2 separate regions of the Sus scrofa genome follow, and region 1 is linked to region 2. The links are chromatin contacts, called in public HiChIP or PLAC-seq maps. All regions are on one chromosome and are shown on one strand. Each heading gives the region's core, a stretch centred on a gene start, on an enhancer-like site or on the middle of the called end of the contact. The rest is flanking DNA. Distances are from core to core; before and after follow the strand shown. Region 1 overlaps RGS9 (regulator of G-protein signaling 9). Region 2 has its middle 110 kb from the start of FAM20A.

Evidence for each region. HiChIP or PLAC-seq counts read pairs in DNA pulled down with a chosen protein or histone mark.
Region 1: an H3K27ac HiChIP or PLAC-seq map of alveolar macrophages shows a contact between it and region 2. The contact joins two enhancer-like sites. A contact is called at or near these places in 6 of 47 Hi-C or Micro-C datasets (embryonic fibroblasts, heart right ventricle, mesenteric adipose tissue and 2 more) and 1 of 2 datasets of contacts at active chromatin or transcription factors (alveolar macrophages).

What each region holds. Positions count from the first base shown.
Region 1 is chr12:12,048,391-12,052,446 of Sscrofa11.1, reverse strand. The region is part of intron 9 of RGS9 (regulator of G-protein signaling 9); the gene reads right to left. Among named protein-coding and RNA genes, the nearest start is that of RGS9, 35 kb to the right of the region's middle. Within about 2 kb of position 1,361, at least 31 of the 83 cell types and tissues checked have an H3K27ac peak or open chromatin away from gene starts, as enhancers often do. A contact at or near this core is called in alveolar macrophages and retroperitoneal adipose tissue, where this site is marked.
Region 2 is chr12:11,497,027-11,500,926 of Sscrofa11.1, reverse strand. No RefSeq gene overlaps it. Among named protein-coding and RNA genes, the nearest start is that of FAM20A, 110 kb to the left of the region's middle. Within about 2 kb of position 2,361, at least 25 of the 83 cell types and tissues checked have an H3K27ac peak or open chromatin away from gene starts, as enhancers often do. A contact at or near this core is called in alveolar macrophages and retroperitoneal adipose tissue, where this site is marked.

The sequences.
Region 1 (4,056 bases), core at 112-2,611, 550 kb before region 2:
GCCGCCCGCACACTCACTGCAGGTCTGTCTGGTGTGGTCTGACTTTGACCTGAGATGTTTATTTCTGGGGCCATGAACTCAGGCTTCAGGTTTTTTTTACGTTTTATGTTTTATTTCACTTCTTGACTTTATTATCTTTCTAGAGCTCTGAGTTGGTTTTCTGATTTTCAAAATTATCAGCTGCCTTCTGGGAATCAGGCTGCAGCGGATTGGGTTGGGTCTAGGAGCTTGCCCTAGAGCATCCTGGATTGTCCACATGGATTTTAGCATTTATTTCTAGCTTTAAAAATGGCTGTTCATGAGACCTGCTTCCCATAGACTGACAAACAGGGTGTCTCTGTCCTTTTAGGAGTGTGCGTGTATGTGTATCTGGGCAGTGGGGGAGAGGGTTCTGGGCTTTTCTGAAAGACAGAGAGAGAATGTGATGGAGTCAGGGTAGTTTTAGGAAAGAGTATTGAGGAGTTCCTGCTGTGGTACAGTGGGTTAAGAACCCGAGTGCAGGGGCTCGGGTCACTGCAGAGATGTAGGTTCAAATCCCCGGCCTTGCTCAGTGGGTTAAAGGATCCGGAGTTACCAAAGCTGTGGCACAGTCGCAGCTGCAGCTTGAATTCTATCCCTGGCCTGGCCAGGGATCTTCCATATGCCCTGGGCGTGACCAAAAAAAAAAAAAAGTATTTTTTTTTTCTGATTTTGGGGTCAGAAAGGTCAAAATTGTGGTTTTGTCACTTATAGGCCACAGGACTTTGGATGAGTTATTTAGTATCTCAGAGCTTGTGTTTTCTCACTTGTAAAATGAAATAGAAAATGGGGGGACTGAGTGACATAACAGGACCTAAAAGACTGGCATAGAGCAGGGACCCAGTGCACCCTGGCTATGGATGAAGGTTCATATGCTGCTGAGAAGATGCTTCAGCCCAGTTGCAAGAAAAAATACAGGATGCCTGTGCAACACTGGGGACATATTCATACCAACAAGATTGATTCCCTGTTATCTGAAATTTAAATTTAACAGGGCACCCTGTATTGTATTTGTTAGATCTCACAGACCGACTCTTGATAATCTTATTACTCAGCCAAAAGCCCTAAGAAACAGTAAAGCAAAGTTACTAAAAACATGCCCACGCACATTTCTAAGCAACTCGAGGAATGCTGAAATGAGAAAGAAACCTTCCTTTCGCCCTAGCTTTCACGCACAAGCCCCAACTTTCTCAGCGCTTGGCGCTCCTGGAGGAAAGTCACTTCCTTGTCCTTCGCCCCAGTGACACACTTTGCTGCAGAAGGAGCACTCTCCCTAAGGGATCTTCAAATACTCTGCATTCCTGGGATTCTAACTTATTATTTTTCACTTGCAGCGTTGCCCAAATAGGGACACATCCAGCGCTTGTTTGCACAGCTCTGTGGTGACCAGCTGGCCAGCCCTGAGCCCCGGATGCAGGCTGCAGGCAATTGTTACAGGGCACGAGGGGGTCAGGGCTGTGCCCTGTGAGACCCCAGGGGTTACTACGGACAGGAGCGCGGGAGCCCAGGAGAGGAGCAAGGAGGGGCCCTGAGAACGGGTGGCCAGGAACCTCTGCGGATGCGCAGGCAAGGGCCGGGCCAGCCCCAGGGTGAAAGGCAAGGCGGGGAGGACCACGAGGAACTGGGGCTGGGAGCAGAGAGGGGGTCAAAAGCCAGAGACCCGGAAATTGCGTGCTGAGTGGTCAGTGCAGAGAGCTGACAGGAAAAGCGGGGGTTGTGTGGCGGCGGGGGGGGGGGGGGGGGGGGCGGCTGTCCACGGAGACAAGAATTCCGGGCTGTGGTCATCAAAGTAAGTCTCTGTCCTGCCACGTCCTCCTTCCTGATCAGGTGGAGGTGGGACTGACCCCACGGCTTCCAGAGCTCAGGGCAACTTGAAAATGCAGGGCTGCGGGTCCCAAAAGCCGTAGTCAGGGTTTTTTTTAGGACAACAAAGACATAACGCCATGTGTGGGGCCTGCTGGGCATGTGAGGACATGTCCCCTGCCAGGAAATCGAGCACGAGCACGGAGTGCAAGAGCCGAGGACGCGGTCTGGGAGGGGAGGTGTGTAAAGGAGAAGCTAAGGGACCCCTGGCCAGCCCAGCCCGGGCCATCGGCTCCCTCTCTCTGTTTCCGTTTTGTCCCCTGAAACACAGAACTGGGGAGTTCCCATTGTGGCTCAGTGAGTTAAGAACCTGACTAGTATCCATGAGGATGCAGGTTCGATCCCTGGCCTTGATCAATGGGTTAAGGATCCGGCGTTACCATGAGCTACGGTATAGGCCAGTGGCTACAGCTCCGAGTCGACCCCTAGCCTGGGAATGAATGAATGAATAAATAAATAAATACACAAATAAAAATTTTAAATGGAACCGATATGCCTTCTCTTATCAAGCTGCCGTGAGAACTGAGTGACATCCAACAGTTTCCAGAGGCCGAATCAGGGACATTAGGACACACAAGTGGGGTACGGAGCGGGCTCAGGCACCTGCAGCTGAGGTTCAAACCTGGCTTTCCCAGTCCCGAGACGTGTGTCCTGGAGGAGCTGCCTACACCTTCCACCTGCCTCCTCAGCTACGAAACAGAGACGCTGACAACACTGCTGCTGTGGGTCTTCCTCGAGCCCTGACCCTCGGGGCATTGTCCACAGGCCACCCTCTGAGCGCCACCCCAACTCCAGCCACGACTGGTCACAAAGGAGCCACAGGAAGAACGCTGTTTGTGCCCAGTTGGTGGGAGTGGGGCTGTCACTCACAGAAGGCTCCAGGCTGAGGGCTCTGCCAAGCACGGTGCTTAAGCCATATTTCTACCTTTCACCGGCCACCAGAGTAAACAGCGCTGTTCTCACCAGCTGGTGATGGACCAGGCAGGGAGGTTGAAATCCCTGTGTACCTTCCTCTCTCTGCCTCCAACCAGGGCAGACGTACGAGCGGGTATAAGGACGGAGGAAACTGGCTGAGTACGGCTCCCCAAAACAGGGTCTAGGGGCTATGGAGCCCCATAAAGCCTCTCTCTGGCAGCATGGTGACAGTTATAACAAGGATGCTGACTGTGGCGTGTCTACACACCAGATACCATTCTAGATGCTTCACATGAAAGACCCCTGAAGGAACTGCTGTTATTCCCATGTTATAGATGTGGAAGCCGAGGCTTTGAACGGCACACGAGCTTGTCCAGGACCACCCAGCCAGGGAGCAGCGGAGCTGGGATAACCCTGAGGTCGAAGCTCACTCCTGCACGCGGCACTGGCCCGCACCACAAAATGACCCTCGTCACCCTGTCCCAGTCGGGGATGGAGGGCCAGCCCTGGGCACCGCTGTCCACAGCCAGGCTGGGGCCTGGCCACCCACCCCGTCTCCTCACCTGAAGCCAAATTCTCTATGAAATAAAGGGAAGGTGGGGACAGTGGGTGCTGGGTGTCCCCGCGGGCCTGGGGGAACTGGGACGCGCTCTCTGGGAGGGACCCTGCTCTGGCAGTGCCTCCCAGGGCTGGGCAGCCCCACTGGCCAACAGAGGAAGTGGGTCACCCAAGGCACTGGACACCTGCCGGCCCCACAGCCCTTCCCGTGCTCCATGGGGTTCATTTCCTTTGGATTATTTGCCTCCACTTAAGGAAAACAGGTATCTTTTCAAGAATTTACAAATTCTCAGAAATGGGCTCTCCGTTCCAACCAACACCGTGAGATCTTCTTGGAAATGCGAGAAACCCCACACCTCTGCACGCCCAGGGCCTCCCGGACACACATCGTCACGTCCTCTCGACCCCTCCTCCCAGGCCAGATCGACGGGGGACCCTTGCCACACGGGCCCCCGTCCCCTAACCGCTGCATGTGACACCCTCGCTGGGGCTGGCTGGGGTGGGGGGGGGATGCGAGGGGCCCCGCTTGCAGGAGAATTACGGTTCCTTGTTCTTCTTAACACAGCGGAGCAGCCAGGGTGCAGACAGGACAAAGAGAGCTGGCGGGAGAGAGAGAGACAGAGAAGACGGTGGGGAACCGCACTCAGACACCCCCACGGCGGCCACTGCCCTCAGCCTCCCGCTCGGCAGCTCTGACCCCGG
Region 2 (3,900 bases), core at 1,112-3,611:
TCTGTGGTCACGAGCCCCTGACACGGTGCCTGGCACATGTTTGGACGAAGATCTAAAACCACAGCTTAAAAAAACTTGTCACCATGGGAATGTACCCTTATCCCTTAAATATGTAAAGGGACAGCGTTACCAGCCCCCCATGTAATATGGAGGGGATGAGGCTGGTTAGCGTAGGTGGTCACACTCAGGAAGGTATCCTGAATGTCTCTAGATACAGAGGTCACTAGTCCTGTATATGATATGGCTTTTTTGGGTGGGGAGGGGTGTGAGTGTGCGGAATTGATTAGTTCTTAAAAGAATATATCTGATCAACAGAAGAGGGGCTGATTCTATCAGGTCGCCTTGGCCGTTGAGGCTTGGCACTTGTTCTTTAAAGAAGAACGAAGATTATTATCCTGATATGAAGGTCTGCCAGAGGCCCAAAGTGAAGACATGTCTTGCCGACAGCCTCAAAGCCCATGAAGAGGCCTGAGAGACTTGCCCAGCACGGGACAAACACCCCAGTCCCCTAGTTTTATTCCAAGACAACATATTTTTCTGAGATGGTCCAGGACATTTCTACAGAGTTTGAAAACTGTCACATGCAATTGTCTTCAACAACAAATTGCTGCCACACAGGGTCCCTGATATAAGGCCCTTGTCTTCTCAAAGACTTCAGACTAAGTATGTCTTTTTTTCATGGCTCTTATGACTATGACAGTCTACCAGGGGTGGTGTAGGAACTTGAACTAGGGGGCAAAGCTGCTTGCTCTTTTGGACAAAGAAAAGGGGTGACACGTGCGTTCCTAGGAGAACGTTGGGGCTTTTATCGTTAAAGAAAAAAAGCATTACTGCCCTAGGGTTATGGCTTTGGTTGGGAGGGAGCTGAAGAATAGAGCTTTTCTTTCTTTCTTTCTTTTAAATTTTTTGGTAATCCAGCTGTCTTTCAAAGGACTGAAGGTGGCTGAAGGACACTTTCAAACAATCGGGAAGGGGAGGTATCCACTGATGCCAGTGGCGGAATAGCTGACAGGGCTCAAGGTGACCTTGAGTGGAGATGCCTGTGTGAGTTGGAAAGGATGGGAAAGGGCCCATCAGAAGTAGGAAAGAGCGGATGCTCCTACCGTGGTTTAGTAGGTTAAGAACTTGACATATTGTCCGTGAGGCTCCAGGTTCGATCCCAGGCTTCGCTCAGTGGGTCAAGGATCTGGGGTTGCCACAAGGTCACAGAGGCGGCTGGGATCCTGCGTTGCTATGGCTGTGGCATAAGCTAGCAGCTGCAGCTCCGATTTGATCGGCTAGCCTGGGAATTTCCACATGCTGCAGGCATGGCCAAAAAAAAAAAAAAAAAAGAAGAAGAGAGCAGCTTTTAATCTACTCTCTGTTTTATAATCTCAGGCTCGGAAAACTGCCATGGGACTTGGCTTTTGTCAACTATCAGGATGCTGTGGGTGACCACAAAAATCCCACTCACTCTAAGACTAATGCTGTGAACTCTGGAATTCCCCAGCATGGCAAGGTGGACCACGAGTGGAGGTCTTTGCCTACACACCCAACCCTAGGCTACACAGAGGGATTATACTATTATTCAGCATTTCCAAAAGGCTCTTCCAAGGACGATGACCCCAATGATGCAAATCGAGAGATACTCCGGGAAAAAGTCATGTATGTTTCAGTAAGTTTGGAAAACATGTGGTTAAAGGAGTTAAACCATTTATTTCCTACAGGATGTCTCAGGGCTCCTAGTCTGCCGTGCCGAATTGTGTATCTCTAAGAAGGAGACGGTGTGTTTATTTCTGCAGTCAGGCTCCAGTGTGAAAAGTAGGTGATTCTGCATACTCTTGGGTTATACCAGTAACTCTACATTGTTGCCTCTGCTTAAAACTACAGAATCCGACATGGATTTGTGTCCTTGTGGGACCGTGTATGCTCTAAGAATAAACCAAACCAATGCCATATCTACAAGGAAAGGATTGTTGGCGGGGGGGGGGGGGGGAATTGGGTTGTAGGGAGGAAGAAGGCAGAGATTTGGAAAGTCAGCACCTCTGATTAAAGGTCAAGTGTCCATGATTCTAATTCTGAATCCTGGGATGACCTCTGCAGGGTCGCTCAACGTTTCTGGCCTGGTTTCCCCATACGCAAAGCAAAGCAGAAACCTGAAATGTAAGGGCATCAGAGACTTGGCGAAGATGACAAGGATTAAGCAAGCCCATGCCGTTAAAATGTTTTGAGCTCTGTGGTCAAATACATGGCCTAATGACAGGGTATGGTCTTGGCCACCAGCAGGATTAACTGAGGGGTTTGCCCAGCAGGCACAGACAGACTCTGTTCCCGCAGAACTGCGGGCAGCTGAAGTCCTGTGCAATCCGTGTGAGTCACGCCCTGTATGTACAAACACGCAAGCTGGCACCAAGGCCCTGCCCTGGGGCTATCATGGCTCACCTCCCCAAAAGACAGCCCTGAAGACTTGAAAAGAAAGGAACCCTAAACCGTGAGAGGTGGCCTTTCTGCTGGAGCAGGCAGAAACAAGACAAAATGGTACCTTCAACCCATATGGTACCCTCTTAGGGCTTTTCCTACACACTGGCAGTTTTAGGGCACTGCTCCAGTGGTTATTTGCCTAGTGTGTGCTAAATCCTACCAAAAAGATGGGATGCCCAAGAAAGGATACATCTAAAAAGTAATTTTCGGTGTCGGTGGTGGTGATGGCAAGCTTGTGTACACTGGGCATTAGGCAGTATCCTTCGTCTATATTTTATGCTTCCTCCTCCCTTGGCTGAGTCACTGGAGTTTCTTGGAATTAAAAAACCTGTGAGGCGTGGCCCGCAGCAGAGAAGCCTGATTCCTTTGAGTAGAGCAAGAGCGCCACCTTAAGTTGCATTCGAGTACTGCAGCCTCTACTTGAAAAGCTGTTCTGAAATGGAGCCCACGGAGAGACCTGATTCTCGTTTGCAACAAGCAGCAGTGCCATGGGAGTCTCAGGACTCGCTAGAAATCTTAAATTCTAACTCGCCATTTTGATTTCCATCATCATTTTGGGGCTCCTGGTTAATGACGTCCTCCCTCGAGACTTGAATTTAACCCCAAGTCCCAAAACAGATCAGATCCTTGAGCCGTTTCTACACAGCGGAGAAAACAGGGTGAAACGATTTGAAGCTTTCTTTCCTGGGGCTTCTTGCCAGGTGGGCTGCGCTGGTGACTTGTCCCTGTTGTGCCTCTTGCCTTCTCTCCACATTGTCCCCCAGCCCAGCCTCTGACTCTGCTTGCTTTACCTGTTTCTGTTCTCTGCCTCATACTATCCTAATATGAACCAGATGATACCGTCAAGAAATCGGTTGTGATGTCTAAGCGAAGACAGTCGGTGGATGGAGGATGCTCTTACCGAGGAATGTCGGCTTCGGGATGTTGGTTTCTAGTCTAGCCGTACATCAGAGGGACTGTGCGAGTCTCCTCTGTAGAGGGCGCCACAGTGATAGTTGCTAAGACCAGCCCGGATTGAATCTCAGCTCTGATGATTTATTTATTCATTCCGTATTAATTGAGCATCTGCTTCTGTTAAATACTGTTCTTGTGTGGGGGATTTATCAAGGAATAGGAAATATAAAAATCCTTGTCCTCATGGAACTTATGCTACAGCAGAAGGAGGCCAAGAGTAAGCATTATAAGCAAGGAAATCGGAGCTCCCCTTGTGGCTCAGCCAGTTAAGAACTCAACGTAATCTTCATGAGAATGTGGGTTTGATCCCTGGTCTCGCTCAGTGGGTTAAGGGTCCAGCATGGCCACAAGATGCGGTGTAGGTGCAGATGCAGCTCAGATCTGGGGTTGCTGTGGCTGTGGCGAAGGCCGGCAGCAGCCGCTCCTGTTGGACCCCCAGCCTCCAGACATCCACATGCCGCAGGCGTGGCCCTAAAAAGAAAATAA